Linked DNA regions of Mus musculus: all the other regions are linked to region 1. Evidence: chromatin contacts called from public Hi-C, HiChIP or PLAC-seq and promoter capture Hi-C data. All regions are on one chromosome and are shown on one strand. The core of a region is the stretch at or near the end of the contact, and the rest is flanking DNA. Distances in the headings are between cores, read along the strand shown.

Region 1 (3,756 bases), core at 614-3,113:
AAACATTCTTGAGGTTTCAAAATCATTTGCATACAGGGTTATAAATGCTTGACAGTCTGGAAAAAGGGTAGACAGGAAGAGAGAAGGTTTTGTTGTTTGGGGTGCTTGAAAAGGGACCAACTTGGGGAAGACATAGGAGTAATGCCAAAAAAAAAAAAATTACTGAATGGGGCAGGCAATGTATCAGAATTTCCAGTTCTCAAGAAATACAGGAGAGAGAGAGAGAGAGAGAGAGAGAGAGAGAGAGAGAGAGAGAGAGAGAGAGAGAGAGACTGTTAGCTAGAAGGGTGAAAAAGAAACGAGATGGGGGAGGGGTACTGGCTCTTTACAGCAGGAAGTCGTCCATGGACATCGAGTTATGAAGAAACAACCGTACTCAGAAGTCCTTATTCGGAGCGCTAAACTCGATTTCACCACTTAAAGAGAGAGATACACGCTCCAAACAGCCTCATCCTGGTGTAGGAAAAATAACTCGCAAAGCAAGAGAGCTAGGACTGGATAGTGGCCCAGACCAGTGTTAGGGGTTTTATTTGCAAGTCAATGAGCCAAATGGGCGATCGGGCTCGTTGTGCTTCGTTCTGCAAGCAAGGTTATTATTATCACCGCCTATTGCTCCACTGAACAATTTCACTGAAAAGGAAGACTAGTAGCCGTGTGTGCGCGCACTGTGCCATACAGGACGTGCTGCTACGTGCCCACTTCCAAAACGACTTTATTTACAAAGCGATTACCAAGCTATCTATCTGTTTTCCTTTTGCAGCAGCAGCAGCCTTACTCAGCCCTCGAATTTCTTAATTACAAACCCGTTTGCTTCTAAATCAACCCCAAACCGTCAGGCAAGAGCCCGGAGGGAGGCTGTGCAAGTTTGCACACACCCCCACCTCCTGGATCAAGGGCAACAGCAGAAGCAAGTAACTGTGTATGTGCAAAAAGGTGGATCTGGGGACGAGGATCGCTGAGTTTGTTTACAGAGCAGGGACGCCTCAGCTCGGATGCCAAAGCTACCAAGAGCTGCAAACGCAAACTTAGCAGAAGCACACGTACTCCCGGAGCGTGGAGCAGGCCGTAAAGTGCGGAGCGGATTCCAGAACCCCGGGAGTGGAGCCGCCCCGGCCTGTGAGCGCGCTCGGTCCACCTGCAGCCGCTGCCGCTCCCCGCCCCCAACCCCTGTCCTTGAAAAGAGTGGAGGTGCGGAGCGGGGGTGAGGGGTGGGGAGTTAAAGGGTGCATCCACACTAAGAAAAATACCTCAGTTAGGTGTACGTGCTGCCTGTATATAAAAAAAAACAAAACCACAAACACAAACACAAAGGCGCGGCTCAGGAAAGCGCGCTCAGAGGACAGGACACGATCGGCCCAGGGCTTTAAAAATCTAACTCGGGAAAGCATAGCCATTCTTCGTAGGTTGGGAAGAGTTTGGCACCTAAGAAAACTCTGCAGGGCAGGGAGGCTGAGCGAACCCCTTTTTCCTGTAGAGGGCAGGGCAGATCACTAGGTAAGCCGGGTGAGCGAGCTGGGGGTGGGGAGATCTAGCCAGAAGGAGGTGGGGAGTGCTCCTTGCTCCTCTCCTGTAGATGCTTCCGTGCACTGGGTGGCCGGGAGGACTAGCTCCGTGTCCCTGAGGTGGCAGGCACAACCTCGCCTTTGGGAGCCAGAAAGCCACTTCGGTCCGGAGACCTGCTGGGCGGCGCCGGGGCGCGCAGCCGCTGCGCACGTGCAGCGCGGACTCGCGGACGCGGCAGAGGACCCGATCCAGGGTGCTGATGTTCCGGGATCCGTGTGTTTGCGCTTGCCGCCGGGGAGGCTGTCGCTCCGCCCTTCCTGAGATCCTTATATTAACAGTGGCCAAAGCCCGGAGAAACACAGCTCATTGTTGGCAGCTGCCTGGCGGTCTTGCGGAGCGGCTAGGGCAGCGGAGGAAAAGAAAAGGGAACGGCTCGGAATTTGCTCCAGCGGCTGCTGCAAGACCTCGGCGCCAACCTCGCACCGGCGAGCGCCTCACAGCCCATCGGCTGTCCCTCTATGTGCTGCTGAGCCGGTCCTGGACTCGACGAGCCCGCCTTCGGTGTTCCGAGCAGAAATCGCAAAGACGGAAGGTGAGCGCGGCGGGCGAAGCTAGCCAGGGCTGCTGCCAGCCTAGTCCTCCGAGGGCAGGGCTGGCTCCGGGGACAAGCGTGAGGCGGAGCTGGGGAATAACAACAGGATGTGCAACCACAGGGTGAGGAGGGCTGATTGAATGCCTGAAGTTCGCGGCCCGGCTCCGGGGCACTTCCTTTATTAGGCCACTTCAGGGAACCCAGGGGGGTGTGGGCTCCGGTCCCCCTCCCCCCGCCACACTTTCCCGGATCCTAGGGGAAGGGGCAGGTCGCTCAGCGCCAGGCTGTGCGGGTCCGGCAGGCAGCAGGTCCGCCGAGGTAGCGAGCTCGGGTGCACGGGCTGCTGGTGGGCTCTCTCGGGGGTGGTGGTCTGCAGCTTGAGACGTGCTCGCGGGTACGGGGGGCTACAGAAGTGGGGTGCGCTCTGGTGGGCGACACGTGTGGCGCGGGTCTCAGCGTCTGCTCGTTTCGCTTTCAGGACTGGAAATGGCAGACCATATGATGGCCATGAACCACGGGCGCTTCCCCGACGGCACCAACGGGCTGCACCACCACCCTGCCCACCGCATGGGCATGGGGCAGTTCCCGAGCCCGCATCATCACCAGCAGCAGCAGCCCCAGCACGCCTTCAACGCCCTCATGGGCGAGCACATACACTACGGCGCGGGCAACATGAATGCCACGAGCGGCATCAGGCACGCCATGGGGCCGGGGACTGTGAACGGGGGGCACCCCCCGAGCGCTCTGGCCCCGGCCGCCAGGTTTAACAACTCCCAGTTCATGGGTCCCCCGGTGGCCAGCCAGGGAGGCTCCCTGCCGGCCAGCATGCAGCTGCAGAAGCTCAACAACCAGTATTTCAACCATCACCCCTACCCCCACAACCACTACATGCCGGATTTGCACCCCACTGCAGGCCACCAGATGAACGGGACAAACCAGCACTTCCGAGATTGCAACCCCAAGCACAGCGGAGGCAGCAGCACCCCTGGCGGTGCGGGTGGCAGCGGCACCCCCGGCGGCTCCGGCGGCACCTCGGGCGGCGCGGGTGGCAGCAGCGCGGGCGGCAGCGGCGGTGGCAGCACCATGCCCGCCTCGGTGGCTCACGTCCCCGCGGCAATGCTGCCGCCCAATGTCATAGACACTGATTTCATCGACGAGGAAGTGCTTATGTCCTTAGTGATAGAAATGGGTTTGGACCGCATCAAGGAGCTGCCCGAACTCTGGCTGGGCCAAAATGAGTTTGATTTTATGACGGACTTCGTGTGCAAGCAGCAGCCCAGCAGAGTCAGCTGTTGACTCGGTTAACCTCGCAGGCGGAAAGAAATCACCCTCCCCACCCCACCCCCACCCCCAACTTCTTCGGTGTGAATTAAAAAAAAAACAAAAAAACAAACATTCCCTTAGACGCAGTATCTCGCTTTTCAGATCCTGAAAGGGTTGAGAACCTGGAAACAAAGTAAACTATAAACTTGTACAAATTGGTTTAAAAAAAAAAAAGATTGCTGCCACTTTTTCCTATTCTTGTTTCGTTTTTTGTAGCCTTGACATTCACCTCCCTTATGTAGTTGAAATATCTAGCTAACTTGGTCTTTTTTGTTGTTTGTTTTTACTCCTTTATTTCCTCACTTTCTCCCGTGCTCAACTGTTAGATATTAAGCTTG
Region 2 (3,479 bases), core at 511-3,010, 2.3 Mb before region 1:
CAACCATATAGGTTATATCAAGCTGCAACAAGACTAGACACCTCCTCCCCTAGTAAGCTGGATGAAGCAACCTATTAGAAGTAAAAGGTTCCAAAAGCAGGCAACAGAGTCAGAGAATCCTCCTCCCATCATTAGTAGTTAAAACAACTAAGCTACACAACCATAACATATATGCCTAGGCCAGACACATGCAGGCTCTCTGACTGGAGGTTCAGTCTCTTTGAGGCCAGGTTAATTGATTCCGTTGTTTTCCTTGTGATGTCTTGTCTTCTTCACTCTAGCAATAGAAGGAATAAATTAGAGCTGAAGTCTTGGATAATATAGAGCAGTTTGAATGCAATTCTGTACTCAAAGGCATTTGAAGTCAAGTTCCTCTTTGAGTCTAAGACATGAAGAGAACATTCCCACAAGAAACACCTTACAAATCTTATAGCCATGACACATACACAGATATGCATTAACGATGTCAACAGAAACATTTGATGTAATATATTAGGTGAAATTTTAATTAAATGATGTACATATGTTTCATCTCTGAAAAAATAGAATAAATGAATTGTATATTTTTCATCAGGTTTTTTTTTCAAATAATGACTTTCTTCACTGTTGCTTGATTCACTGAGCCATTTCGTCAGTGAGCAATGATTGTTCATAAGTGGCCTGAGAGTTGTTTACTTCAAGTCCTAGATCTATACCTTCAATTTCCTCAACAGCAGTAAGAATATAATTACAGTATTATATGATGTGGTTCTGTGAGCCTCACCGAACAATATGTGGTGCAATTCAGACCCTTGGGGTTAGCTCAGAAGTTGCTGCCTGATAATGCACTGCTAACAAAACCCAGGTGTCGAAGGCATTGTGTTCAGAAGCTCCTGAGAGTTTGAGAGCAAATGACTGAAGCGAAATAGAACAAAATCAAAACTTCTCTGTGGGTAAACTCTTGAGTTTTTCTGTAAAATGAAATGGTGGCTACTCTTGAAATATTATACATGAATTGATTTTAATGATGCCATTTAAAAATTTAGCATTTTAACTTTTATTTCTCTAAAATTCAATCAATTTAGACACACTACTCATTGATAGAAAAGTCTTTATTAATAAATGTTAGCAAGATATAAACAAGTTTGTAAATTAGGTGTGTAAATTTATAATCATTCTGCCAATACAACCCAATTGCTAAATACATACAAAATGAGGACAGATATATACAAAATGCATACAAATAAATACAAATTACATGCAAATGCAATATTTGGTAAATGCATACATATACTGGTGAGAATATGTTGCAAAGAAAAAATATTATCTGTAAATTATAAAATGTTCTTTCCATTTATTTTAATTTAGGGAAATCTTGGAAGGATAATTTTCATATAACAGTCATGTAGTTTCTTTAATATTTCTTTAAGCCATATTTTATTTGTTGGAATAAAAATGAGCAACATTAGACATCAGTGAAATAATATTCACAAAACAGCTCTGTTACCATTTTAATAGTTTTTCAGATAGAGCTCTGATTTGGACACCACAATTCCAATGCTGTGTAATATGATCCAGGCTGATAATATGATTTTGAGAAGCTGTGTAAGTTCAGGAAATAGGAAGAGTTGTGAGAAGTGGGTACTGAGGACTAACATTAGGGCTACAGCTCTTTCTTCTTCCTAACCTAATGTCATATGAGTAGCCTCTACCATACATTCATTATGACTACATAATCCAAAAACAGGAAACAAAGTATTTTCTCTCTGAGTTGTTATTCACAGGAATTTGTATCACCATGGTTGCAAAACAGCTAATACAAGAGTTCTCTGTTTATAAACTGAGTGAAGCTACTCATTCTGTAGCCACATTTGTTATGCAATGTCCTTTGCCAGGTACTTAATTATTTTTTGCTTTTTATAAAACTAAAATTTTCGGGACTGGAGAGATGGCCTATCTGTTATTAACATTTGGCTTTCGTTCAGAAAGACCCAGGTTAAATTCTCAGTTTCTACATGGAAGATCACTGCTGTGATTTCAATTCCAGAGAATCTGACATCTTTTTCTGGCTTCCATGTGCACTGCATACATGTACTGTACAGAAATCCATGCTGACAAAACACCTATATGCATAAAATAAATCTTATAAATGATCCTGAAATTTGGAAAAGCCTGGCCAACGCTAGTGCTTATATGTATATTTTTAATTATTCAGTCTAGTATCTATCATAAATCTTTTATAAGTGCTGTAGCAAAGAGTGAAATGGGGGGAGAGAGATGTCTTCTAAATTTTCTTTCCTTATCAACTTAGAAAAAGTAAAAATTGTACTATTAAATCAATAGTACTATTGACAAACTGTACTGTTAAAATCAATAAAGTACAGCAAAGAATACCATGGGCCTGAAATTACTGAAGAATAAAAACATGTCTACCAGGTACATTTAACAAAGTAAAAGTCATATTTAACAACATTTGGAATACTAAAATCAGGTCGTAAAACCTTGTACACTGTAAGTTAGAAAGATCCAAGTTGAACCTGGTCCTCTACTGCACTTCCAAAGTGCACCACTATATGTTTCCAAATTCAGAATCATAATGGATGTACCTATTATTGGACATATCAAATATATGGTCCTTGTCTTTTCAACAGCAAGACTTCACCTGTGGTCTAAAAAGATACTTATCAGTGCTCAGATAAATGACAAAACATTCTGAAGTAGTTCCAATATCAGAGAAAGAAACAATAATGGGCCATTTGTTCCCAGTAGCATAGACTACAGTACTGGATGATCATGAAGTATTCACAAAAACAAACAAACAAACAAACAAACAAGCAAAAAAGCTCTTTCCCAAATTATACAGGGTTCTAATTCAGATTCTGGTTAGATAATAGTGAACAAATTTCCTCCTTACTGAGAACGTGAGCTAAAACGCTGGTATAGAAAGTGAATGTTAAAGAGCTGAGGCTGCACATGTGAGATGTGATAAATGAAGAACAACATTAAGGTCCTGTGTAGGAAGGCGATCTGAATTTATTCATATTTAAATTAGGTTATCTGAAAAGATATCTTAAGTAATGACTTTAGCTGACATTTGAAGAGTGGTGACATTTTCAAAGATGATAAGCACAATAACTCCTAAAAATAAATTAAGAGAAATTTGACAAGCAAAGGGGAGTTACAAAACTTATTTGTGTAAAGAATGGTTGCTATATACTGCTAAATAACTGTGGGAACGTGGAGCATGTCAGAGATTACTGAGAGCCTGGGTGTGTAAATGAAATTACATCTTAATCCTTTCAGTAGAATGAGATAATATATTAGCTTTAAAGAAAGCAACATTCATAATAACTACTTATCAGTATCTAGTGGTTATAGAAAATGTGCTCATTCAAAGGAATTAAGTATTTTTTTAAATAAAACTTTATAATGACCAGTATCAACTAGACATTCACCTACAGCATCATGTAGAATTAGAAATGTTTTATGCATATCTGTGA
Region 3 (3,809 bases), core at 1,156-3,655, 2.2 Mb before region 1:
CAAAACCTGTTATTTATTTGTACTAGCAAAATACGTGATATAAAATACTAATCTAAAAAGCAAATGAATTTAAATGTTCTTAACTTCTCTTTCTAATATTAAAATTACAGTGGCACATGCTTAGCTACTTTCAGAAACTTTTAATCTACTAAAATGGAAGACTAAGAGTATACAGTGCAAAATTCAGTGTGCATAGGTGCCTATCTGCTCCATGATGGCATGGGTATGATGTGAATTTGTAAACACTCTATATCCTGCAACATCCATTATTATGTCACAAGTAGGAGAGATTCTTTGAAGCTATCATTGGATTATGAATGTCCCTCAAAGGCTACTTGTCAAACTGTGACGTAGTACATTACTTAGAGTTTGGGCTCAGATAGGAGGACTTGAGGCATTCCAGCGTGTGGCTGCCCCACTCTTCTAGGAAGACAGGATATAAAGACACCTTTATTTTTCTTGTGTAATTTTTCTATGATTTGCTGAGCACAGCCTTCAGTTATGGAGCCAAATGACTATCGATAGAAACTTCTCAATGAACAAAAATTAATCTTTATATATATACTCAGTTGCCCAAGACATAACATTCTTTATAACTCTCTTCTGCCCTTTAACTATACTGTAATTTATATTTATAAGAGGTGTTTTCTTTCTTTATTTGCTCAATCCATGTTAAGATATATTTGTTATTCCTATCAGGTAGGCAACTTAGAGACAGCTACAGCAATGTTTAGGTTTTATTCTATGATTTTATTTAATCAAAATTTCTAGATTCACTCTAGCACTTAAAGCTTAGTGCGCTATAATAAGGGCATAAGCTAAGAAAATCTTAGGAGAACTACAGCCCAATAGAGTCTCATTAAAATACAGAATGTGACCATAAGATGGGACACTGCTTCCCTCCTACAAACTCCCTGACAAAAACAGAACAACTACTTCAGAGATATTCCATTTAAATATAATTTTACTTAGTTTGACAAACGTTTAGAGAAACCACAGAACATAAAACATGTAGTAGGGAAGAATATTTTCTTTTAGAAGTCAGTAACATGTTACAATTGAATATTTGTCCAACAAATGAAATCTAAATGTTTAAATTTGTTTCCAAGTGTTTAAAGGAATGCTTGGTGTCTACAGGTCACATATCCAAGCAGAGGACATTATAGCCCATTAAACTGAACTACAAAGGTCAGAGTTACCTTTAGATGTCGCTTAATGAGAGACAGATCATTCTTTGAAGTTAAAAATCAAAGCAGACTTCTCATAGACTGAAATAATTTAGAATGTAAAAATAAAATTCTTACTTGAAAGCAATCATTTTTGCCTACTAATTATATAGAACTTGGAATTTTTAAAATTCTCATCATTGTGTAATTCTCTCTAGACAGTTTACTGACTCCATCGAAGCTGATCTTGTTCATGGTCAGTGTCACAATACAAAGTACAGCCAGAGCCAGAAATCTGCAGTGATGTATTTGCTCATGTGCCAGCCACGCTAGCTTCAAAGATTCCTCACCTGCTCTTCATGGACATGCTCTTTTTCACCTGTGTGTGCTTATTAAGTTTCTTTACGTGTTAATCACTTTTTCCAGAATAAAGATTTTTACATAAAAGTATAAACAATCATCAAAACAAGTATTTTTCTGACACTCAAATTTTGCTCAGGAACAGGCTACTAAACCTATCTGAATGCCATAGTTATTTTAGATTGTGCCATGTTTTCATTCACAAGATATCCCAATAGATTCTTATAGTAAAGAGCCAAATAGATAAGTCCCTCATGTACCACAAGACAGTGAAAGGAAGCCTTATTGGATTATATAAGGAATTCATAACAAGTTATTATTTCCCAGCACACAGGTTTTGACAGGCAATCACCTAACTCTAGCACTTAAAGCCTAGTGCGCTATAATAAGGGCACAAGCTAAGAAAATCTTAGGAGAACTACAGCCCAATAGAGTCTCATTAAAATACAGAATGTGACCATAAGCTGGGATGCTGCTTCCCTCCTACAAACTCCCTGACAAAAACAGAACAATATCAGAGGAAGCAACTGGTACAGAGGGTGTACAGGGGAGCAAGGTGCCTAAAGAACCAGAGCAGAAAGCCAGGGAGACGAAAATCAGGCCACTAGTTGCCGCTGCTAAGACTGTCAGGGAATGAGCATGCATGAGGCAACCCTCACACACAGACTAATTCCTAGGCAGACTGGAATGAAGACTCACACTTGTGTCTTATACATCATACCCTGTCAAGCTTTCAAAGGAGAGAATGAAAGAGGGGGGAGGGGGAGAGAGAGAACCAAAAGAAATGCTTGAGGAAACAAGACAAACATCAGGGTAGGCTCTGCTAAAACCTCTGGCCCAGCCCAGTGGAAGGGTTCAAGCCAAGGGGGAAGGGCTCATGCATGGAGGGGGAAATGCTTTTGCTCACTGCTGCTGCTGCTCTGACAGCCTCTGTTGCTTGAGACACTGCACTGGCAGCAATGAACCCAGAGCAGAGCTGAGCAGCTAGGGGGTGGGGGGAGGGGAGGCTGGTTAGCTAGCTGAATGCAGAGGAGCTACTGAGGATGAAGGCTTCGGAGAGTGTTCTCTTCCCAGGCAGTGTTACAGCTCCTGTGACAGATGCTCTCAGATGACAGAGTAATTCTCACACACCTTTATTCCTTCTGGATAGGATCTTATATACAGTTTTGGGGTGGGTTGGGTCTTGACATCTTGGCTTGGCCTGAGATGCCGCGTCTACATGAGGAGGGACTTGTGGGCCCTGCCTCTATGAGACTGATGGCCACAATACTTCCTATGGGGGGCTGTGGCTATTTGACAGGGACCTGGAGTCTAGAGCAGGCTAAGCTCCTACTGTCCCTTCAGGGTCCCCAGGGCTTCAAGTCTTAGCTCTACCTTATCAGGCTTCTTCTCACAGTCTATTGCCCCACACCAATGCAGACAGAATACTAAGTTATTAGTTTAAAAAAAAAAAAGAACATATGGGACTAACTTGTCTGTAGAGGAAGTAACAGTGACATTGCAAGACCTTTCACTAGACTATGATGATGGACTTGGTGATGGTTAAACTTTGTGTATCATCTTGACAGGGCTACTAGGTACTCGGTTGCTTGCTTAGACATTGATTTTAGTGTTTCTTTGGTGGTGTTTTTTAAATAGTCAACATTTTTAAAAGCACATCAGATTTTTCTTCATAAAATTGGTGGGCCATAGCTAATCAAGCTTATATCTAAAAGTAAATGCATATTAATTATACGTGTCTTGAAAACACTATTGGAGACCTTGTCATTGGATATTTATAACAGTCTTTGCAAATTTACATTCAATTCGTTAAAATTCCTTAGAAGATGTTTTGTCTATGTATTGCTCATTGCTTCTGATAATTTCAATGATGCCAGCCTTCATCAAATTCTCTTACATCATTGCTTTTATATTGTTCCCTAGGCACATTATATCGTTTTATCAATACTTTCAACCAGACAATGATTCATATTTTTCAAATAATATTTACTTAGCTATCTATTGACCAACTGAGTGGCAAGAGAAATAGGAAGCATTCTTAAATCACAAAAAGCTGCAATACTACGTATTATAATGAATATATCAACTAACACAGTCCATAAAATACAACCTTTTAAAAGACAAGCTGGCAAGAGAGTAAAAAGTGTCGTAGGTAAGGAAAATCTGAAGAGCAGGGAATACAAGCATCCCAGGGTTTGACCTTCAGACACCTCTCTTTTCAACCCCACCACTGACTTGGAATTAGTAAAGGACGCATTAAATCATTTATATTCTGTCTTAAGA
Region 4 (3,347 bases), core at 841-3,340, 2.4 Mb before region 1:
TCCTGATCCCTGTATTAACTGCCCTCTGCACCCAGACATTTCCTTTGTTTTATGCATGGGAAGGAAGGCCAGGCTGAGCAGCACATATCTGCCTTAATGGACAGAGGAGGAGCCTGCCTACCCTGGTGCCTGGGCACATGAGTGCCTTTTTATCCCCTTTCCTCCTCGGGTCTTAATTAGCATCGGTGATTCAGGCTGGCTACATTTTTCATCCAAGTTTTTCTTTCAAGTTACGAATCAATAACTCGTTAATGAAGCCAGAAGAGAGAGAGAGAGAGAGAGAGAGAGAGAGAGAGAGAGAGAGAGAGAGAACACGAAGCATTCTTAAACGTCTACTACCACTCCCAGAAGCAAACCAACAAGCCTGGAGCTTCAGAGAAATCATTCAGCTAGCAAAACTGTGTGGTTGCTGGGAGGGAGGGTAATTGATTTAGTGAGGAGGATTGTAAGACCTTTAAGTATTCAGTTCAACACATAGTATATCAAATGTTGCTTTCAGTAGTATTAATATTTGCATTATGATTTTCAATTTCATCTTCATGAAATGTCATATAATACAGTCTTAATAAAATGCTTCTAAAGCTACCGTACATCGGAGGAGGCATTAATTCAACTTTCTCTAGATGAAGTTGTTTAGAAAAACATTACGCCTTAGACCTTCCGAAGAAGCTGAGTGGTGGTGGGGGGTGGGGAGGAGGCTGATCGTTAGCATTCATGCAGATACCAGAGAAGGTCATTTGCACTTCTGTGCCAGACCTTTCAAAAATAAAGTAAAAAAAAAAAAAAAAGGTCAGGTCTCAGCTCACAGTTCAGAGAACTGACCACTAGGTGGCAGAAGCGCTCCTTCTGCTAACTCAGCCTCTCCTGGTGTGGGCTGTAATTAGGTCAGTGTAAGTTAAAGTAGGGCTGAGAGATGAATAAAGTAGATTTTCTCCTCTAGAACACACTGCAGTTTAATTTCACTTCTTTCTACAGTGTGCGATGAAGGTGGACTTAACTTTTAAAGGCAAAGAGACAAACCACTGCCAGGATAAATGAGAAGACGCAGAGGGGGCAACTGGCACCACACAGGAGAGGAAATGCTTTCTGGCTGGTTCCTAATTTTCATATCCGGGTTATCGTCAGAAATCATTTTCAGAGGTAAGGTAATGAATGCTTTATGTAAGGAAGAGGTGACTTCTGAAGCCCAAAGGGGTGGGCTTGCTGGTGTTCAAAAATCCATTCCCTTTATTGATGATCCGTGCAATAAAGCTATTTTCTTTGATGATGTTTCATTTATTTATTTATTTATTTATTTATTTATTTATTTATTTATTTATCTAATTTTGTCAGCAGCCAGAAACATGTTAATCTGAGGAAAAGCTCCACACCCCCACACAGACTTCCCTTTCCTGGCGAGTGTGCCAAGGAGGAAGAGCTGCTGAAGGTGAAAGTTGAAACCTCCTGCTCTTGTCTTGGTGGCTCTGGGGAGGACAGAAAGACCTCAGCACATGAATCTAGCTCTAGCATTAAAACTGCAGCAGGCCACCATGGAGTGGTGTCCCCCAAAAGCATCTGGCTGCTGTGTTCACTTACATGAGGAACAGCAGAAAATGTGAACAATCACAGGGAAAATGTATCCTTTACCCAGCCCCAGCCGTTGACCATAGCATTGAATGTGTGCAAGGTCGGCTTCTGTTCTTTGTTTTTGCCTTTAAGAAAATAGGGGAAAATAGGGTTTAAGTTAGACATACGCTAGGTAGAAATGTTTCCTGATTCTAGATTCTCTATAGTTTGAGAGTATCTAGCTGAATGCAGTGTTGTTCCTTTAGATTACAGATTGTGTCACAGGTAGTTCCAAACTCAAAGACAGAGGAAGGGCAGTTGGTGACATAATTAAAAAAAAAAAAAAAAAAGAAAAGAAAAAAGTAAAGAAAAGGCACACACTGTATAATGGTCAATGAGAAGATGAGGTGAGCACAAAGCTGTGTCTCTGACAAACTGAGATTCCCCAGATAATTTCTGGGTTTTCAGATATGATTCTAAGATAATTCCCCAGCATTGCCCAGTTGTTAGTGTCGGTGCTACCCCCAAATTTCTTCTGCCTATTTGTCAGTACCTCATGCCTGTACACGCTGCTATCTGTACTGCATGTGAGATGATGCCTGAATCTGTGTGCTGTTCTGTGTTCATAGATTTGTCTCCAGAATCACAGACAGTCACATTAAATCTATATTCAATATGTTATATGACTGAATTCTCTGTTCTGTAAATGATGTCCTCTGCATGGCTCAATATTATAAAAAGGAAAAAAATGAAAGGGGACTGATGGAGAGTCGAGTAAGAAGCAAGTGATGAACAGATCTAAGAGAAGCATCTTGAAGTGTGGTTTTAAGGTGGAATCAGAAAACTGTAGTTTCCTTTTCCAATTGATTATTCCAACAGCTCCATTTGCTGATAGATATGAGGTAGATAGGAGACAAACAGATGTTCTGCTATTGAAGAGAGTAGGGGCAGAAAACAGTCAACAAATTATAATTTACAAAGACACTGGGCTGATGCTTGATCACATATCTCAGTGATCAGGTACAATCTTATCCTGAAATATCATTGCCAGCTAATCAGAGTTGTGGACAGAGTGGCAGATAACCAAAGAGTAAAAATAGTTACATAGACAAGGTGAACTAAGGAGAAGACATTTCATTAAAAACTATTATTTCTTTGTGAAAATGTATCATCTCTACATTTTCATTTTTTTTTTTTTGTTTTACAATGTAATGTCAAGTTGGATTTTAGAAAAGAAAACATGTTGATCAGTGAGAAGTGAATACTGTCTTCAGTGCTTTTAAAGCTCTGAGCACATTTTAAACAAGTCTGTGATGCAGAGCTAGAAACAGCATAGGCTGTCATTTTGGATGTAGGATACACAAGACTTATTGACTTTTTAAGTGGGTTCAGGGATGTTTTGATGGTCTCCCGGTCTCCTAGCATCTTCTCTCTCTTTTTTTCTATTATCTTATAATATGGAGACTTTGTTCTTATTTCCCTCATGTTCCATTTTTATGCACAGGTCACATGAATTCTATTGTTGCTTATAACTGTAGCTTGCTCCTTAAGGATCCCGAATTGCATTATATTGAGTGATTCTTGCTGCACACTATTTATTCCGTTTTTGAACTCATTTCAATTTGCTAAGAGTAATAGCAGGGATGTTGTGAGCATACTTTATAAGTGTTCTTTCTAAATTTTGTATATATTCACGTACAAAAATATCCTGAAGGGCATACTGAATAACATGTACGCTTTATGTTTTGATACATGAAAGCATGAATTGAGTACATAGGCTAACATTTTTAATAGTGTTGCAT
Region 5 (3,582 bases), core at 945-3,444, 2.3 Mb before region 1:
TAAATGTCTCCTTCAGTTTCAAGGACTGAGCTCTGAACTATTCACTAGTGAATATGCACTACTTATTCATGTTTTACTTAAATGCTTCTGGTTTCTTTGGTGATGTGAGAAAAAATCATTTCTTTAAACTTTGGTCCAATCAAATTAGCTGTTGCTTTATTCACTGTTTATTGCTGTGAAGAGGCCTTATGGCCAAGGAACCTCTTATAAAGAAAAACATTCAACTGGGGGCTTGCTTCCCTTTTCAGGGCCCTAAGTCCATCGTCATGGCAGGAAGCAAGGTGGAGAGAAGGCCTGGTGCTGGACAAATAGTTAAGAGTTCCATCCTGATCCATAATCCAAGAGACAGACTGGGAATCACAGGAGCTTTTGAAACCTCAGTCTTACTTCCAGTGACACTCTTCCTCCAGAAGGGACACTCCCTCATATAATGTCACTCCCTGATGATAAAGCATTTAAATATATGAGTCTATGGGGCCATTTTTATTCAAACCACCACAGATATGTACTTTTATCATTTTGAAACAGAGTTTCAATTGTTCTTTCTGATTAATCCAAAACTATTCGTTATTTAAAAGCTCAATAAGAATATCAACTTTTATAGTATTAATAATTGAGGCTGGGAAGATGTTGAAGCAAATGTCGGAGGTCTGAGCAAGTTCAGGGCACTTAGTACTTCAACTAGGATTCTGTTTTCTATTCCCAGCACCAGCATGGTGTTGAACCAACTTATTTAGCTCTAGTTACAGTGGATCTCACTCCCTTTTCTAAGGTCTGTGTGCACTGTACACACATGATATGCAAACATGCAGACAATGCAGCCATATATATAAAATAATAAAAGCTAAAATTTACAAAAGCTTGCACTGTATAAGAATTTCATTTCAATATTGTATTGTGTGACTTCCTATACTCTATAAAACACAAAACTAAAAGAGATAGAAAATAGAAATTTGTAAAAATGTTTTAGAAGTAAAACTTTAAGTCAACTATTCTTAGTACAGTTTAAATGAACAGACATTTATTACAAAGTTTCTGAGGGTATGTGTGGAGTTTCTGATGGAATTTTCTGAAGTGCTGTAAGTAAGAGATCTTGGTTTGTTAACACAATCAGGAAGTTTATGTGGAAAGGAAGAGGAGGGAAGTATAGAAGTTTGATTGAGTACACTGTGGAGTTTGCTTATTTGAATGTGATCCGATCAAATGGCAGCATAAAGTAGGATGAAACTTGGCTATAGTGATTAGTTGAGATCTATAAATCAAGGATTACAAAGCACACACAGAGCTGCGTGGGATGTCCTAAAGTCCAAGCAATCAGGAGGTGAAGGAAAAAGGTGGTGAAGATTAAAATTATCCAGAGTTATGTAGTGAGGTCCAGGACAACCTGGGCTACATGACATTATTATGACAAATCAATTGTCTTAATTAAGTTTAACATGGTTCATACAATCATATTGAATATTTTTCACAATGTAACCATTGGAAATACTAAGGCAGGCTTAAGCCAAACTTACCTTAATTCAATAATTACCAATATAAAGTTCTTGTTGATAGGAATATCAAAGTACAATAGGATATAGAACACTCTTGATCTTCCAAAGCAAATAACACATTTAAAACCACACTAATTTGTCTAAAGAACTACAAGGACTACTGATATTATCAGACTAGGGAATTTTCCATGGTCAAACAGGTATGTGCTAAATTGTCTCAAACACTGCAAACATTCAATAAATAACAACAAAAATTTCAACCCTTACTGGTAGAGCTCAGACTTTCAGTGTCAAATGGTTATTTTTAAGTTGTGACACTGGGAAAATATATAGTTATTTGACATTTTTTTCTGTAAATTTAAGTAGAATTTTATTAATGTTTCTGATTTTATATAAATTACAGGAACGATTAATCAGCACTTCTAAACTCTGAAGGCCACAGCTGAACTATGTTTCGAGAATGCTCTCACTAACCACAAGTCCTAAAGAAGTCCCAAGGGCGTGTTTCACATTTCTGGCTTCATTTTAAAACTGAAATTATGTTGGAGGAAATTCTGAAGAGTTAGGAGAGGCATCCAAATTTTCAATTGCTTCTCTGAAACCTTGGAATCCTGCCTGTTAATAATCCGCATGCTCTTTGCTTAGAATTTACCCACAGAATCAACTGACAGGAAACTGCTCATCACCCTCCACCCTTCCAACAAGGCTGTGCCAAAGCTCTCATCAGAAACCACAGCGACAAAAATAGATGCAATTGAAGACTATACAGTGACTTAGAAACGGATTTATGGGTTAAGATATCTTTATTATTTTTTCCTTGTTTTGATGTCATGATTTAAAAAGAAGAGAAAGCTTTGAAATAACATCTGGCTAAACAACATGCACAGCTACTCCAGCCTTGTGTGATTTAAAATATTCCAGGTCTTATAACATGCATGAAAAACATGGCTATTAATCCAAACACTATCAACACACAGTGGAGTCTCAAACTCTGGTTAGTCATACTGCTGGGCAAAGCTCATAGCACAGCAACAACAATAAAAGAAAATTCCCTTTGAACAGCTGAATGGCTGCACTAGAATTTTTCTGTGTTCAGATGTAATTAAAAAACAGCTGTGAAGGAAAATCAATTGTTCCTGGTAGTCAATGGCTAATTTTCCACAATCAAAATAAAGAATGCAATATGACATGTTTGTAATGAGCCAGTAATTGTTTCTCTTTTGCTTATTGTTTTAACATTTTTCCCTTCATTTGCAGGAGCTGTCAGTTGCTTGCTTCAGAACTACATTTCACAGTCTTGTCCTCTCCTCGTGTCCACACTGCGATACTAGCAACTGCTGAGGATGCTGTGTGTCTCTGATTCATTTACTCAAGACAGATTTATAATTTGTAGAGCAGTGTGGAAATGTTGACCTTGCTTTTATGAATTAAAAAAGCTTCCATAAATGGAATTATTAACAGACACCCGCATTATTTTCTGGAATTTAATGTTGATTCATTCTAAAAAGGTCTCATGTGTCAAAAAGATGAAGTTGCTAGAATTTGTTGACCTGGGGTCTGTGAACTGTTGTGTATGCTTTTCAAGACAAAACAAAATAGCAGCCACCACAAAGCCTTTTCTCTTATATCCTCCTTTCATTAGCATGGACAAGAAGATGTTAGTGCAGCTGATGGTTAGAAAAGGAAACTTTTACACTGAACATTTGGAGTTTAGAGGATGGAAATTGAGTGGACAAATGAGATAAAATTGGTTTATCTTAGCCACACTTGATCTAGCCAATACAGAAGTGGATGCTCACAGTCATCTATAGGATAGAACACAGGGCCCCCAATGGAGGAGCTAGAGAAAGTACCCAAGGAGCTGAAGGGGTCTGCAACACTATAGGTGGAACAATATGAACTAACCAGTACCCCCAGAGCTCGTGTCTCTAGCTGCATATGTAGCAGAAGATGGCCTAGTCGGCCATCAAAGGGAAGAGAGGCCCCTTGGTCTTGCAAACTTTCTATGTCCCAGTACAGGGGAACACCCGGGCCAAGAAGTAGGAGTGGGTGGGTAGGGGAGCAGGGCAGGGGGAGGGTATAGGGAACT

Evidence for each region. Promoter capture Hi-C pulls out the DNA fragments that hold promoters and counts their contacts. Hi-C and Micro-C count contacts between places; a contact is called where the count stands out from the background. HiChIP or PLAC-seq counts read pairs in DNA pulled down with a chosen protein or histone mark.
Region 2: a contact with region 1 is called in an H3K4me3 HiChIP or PLAC-seq map of bone marrow-derived macrophages, with 9 times the contacts expected there. The contact joins the enhancer-like site here to the promoter of Cited2 in region 1. A contact is called at or near these places in 4 of 39 promoter capture datasets (cranial neural crest, embryonic stem cells, frontonasal cranial neural crest and 1 more) and 11 of 115 datasets of contacts at active chromatin or transcription factors (the 230-238 cell line, the NIH/3T3 cell line, astrocytes and 8 more).
Region 3: a promoter capture Hi-C map of second pharyngeal arch cranial neural crest shows a contact between it and region 1, with 12 times the contacts expected there. The contact joins the enhancer-like site here to the promoter of Cited2 in region 1. A contact is called at or near these places in 6 of 39 promoter capture datasets (cranial neural crest, frontonasal cranial neural crest, hippocampal neurons and 2 more) and 11 of 115 datasets of contacts at active chromatin or transcription factors (the NIH/3T3 cell line, T-cell acute lymphoblastic leukemia, acute myeloid leukemia and 8 more).
Region 4: a contact with region 1 is called in a Hi-C map of neural stem cells, with 7 times the contacts expected there. The contact joins the enhancer-like site here to the promoter of Cited2 in region 1. A contact is called at or near these places in 12 of 39 promoter capture datasets (the 3T3-L1 cell line, the C10 cell line, cranial neural crest and 7 more), 5 of 15 datasets of contacts at CTCF or cohesin (the NIH/3T3 cell line, hippocampal excitatory neurons, large pre-B cells and 2 more), 117 of 484 Hi-C or Micro-C datasets (the 63-12 cell line, the AML12 cell line, the AtT-20 cell line and 71 more), 44 of 115 datasets of contacts at active chromatin or transcription factors (the 230-238 cell line, DN3 thymocytes, the NIH/3T3 cell line and 35 more) and 2 of 9 other capture datasets (adipose tissue and embryonic stem cells).
Region 5: a contact with region 1 is called in a Hi-C map of embryonic fibroblasts, with 5 times the contacts expected there. The contact joins the enhancer-like site here to the promoter of Cited2 in region 1. A contact is called at or near these places in 7 of 39 promoter capture datasets (the 3T3-L1 cell line, the C10 cell line, frontonasal cranial neural crest and 3 more), 4 of 484 Hi-C or Micro-C datasets (the C2C12 cell line, embryonic fibroblasts, myocytes and 1 more) and 11 of 115 datasets of contacts at active chromatin or transcription factors (the 230-238 cell line, DN3 thymocytes, VIP interneurons and 8 more).

What each region holds. Positions count from the first base shown.
Region 1 is chr10:17,721,365-17,725,120 of GRCm38.p6, forward strand. Cited2 (Cbp/p300-interacting transactivator, with Glu/Asp-rich carboxy-terminal domain, 2) reads left to right here and starts at 1,864. Exons shown (of 2, transcript NM_010828.3): 1 at 1,864-2,095; 2 at 2,574-3,756. The coding sequence starts at 2,582. The coding sequence ends at 3,391.
Region 2 is chr10:15,409,096-15,412,574 of GRCm38.p6, forward strand. No RefSeq gene overlaps it. Among named protein-coding and RNA genes, the nearest start is that of Gm32283, 330 kb to the right of the region's middle. Within about 2 kb of position 1,761, at least 5 of the 459 cell types and tissues checked have an H3K27ac peak or open chromatin away from gene starts, as enhancers often do. A contact at or near this core is called in bone marrow-derived macrophages, where this site is marked.
Region 3 is chr10:15,551,421-15,555,229 of GRCm38.p6, forward strand. It overlaps the pseudogene Gm46188. Among named protein-coding and RNA genes, the nearest start is that of Gm32283, 190 kb to the right of the region's middle. Within about 2 kb of position 2,406, at least 9 of the 459 cell types and tissues checked have an H3K27ac peak or open chromatin away from gene starts, as enhancers often do. A contact at or near this core is called in second pharyngeal arch cranial neural crest, where this site is marked.
Region 4 is chr10:15,299,426-15,302,772 of GRCm38.p6, forward strand. No RefSeq gene overlaps it. Among named protein-coding and RNA genes, the nearest start is that of Gm23892, 320 kb to the left of the region's middle. Within about 2 kb of position 2,091, at least 69 of the 459 cell types and tissues checked have an H3K27ac peak or open chromatin away from gene starts, as enhancers often do. A contact at or near this core is called in the AtT-20 cell line, the C2C12 cell line, the G1E-ER4 cell line and 24 more, where this site is marked.
Region 5 is chr10:15,390,092-15,393,673 of GRCm38.p6, forward strand. No RefSeq gene overlaps it. Among named protein-coding and RNA genes, the nearest start is that of Gm32283, 350 kb to the right of the region's middle. Within about 2 kb of position 2,195, at least 57 of the 459 cell types and tissues checked have an H3K27ac peak or open chromatin away from gene starts, as enhancers often do. A contact at or near this core is called in the 230-238 cell line, the C2C12 cell line, VIP interneurons and 5 more, where this site is marked.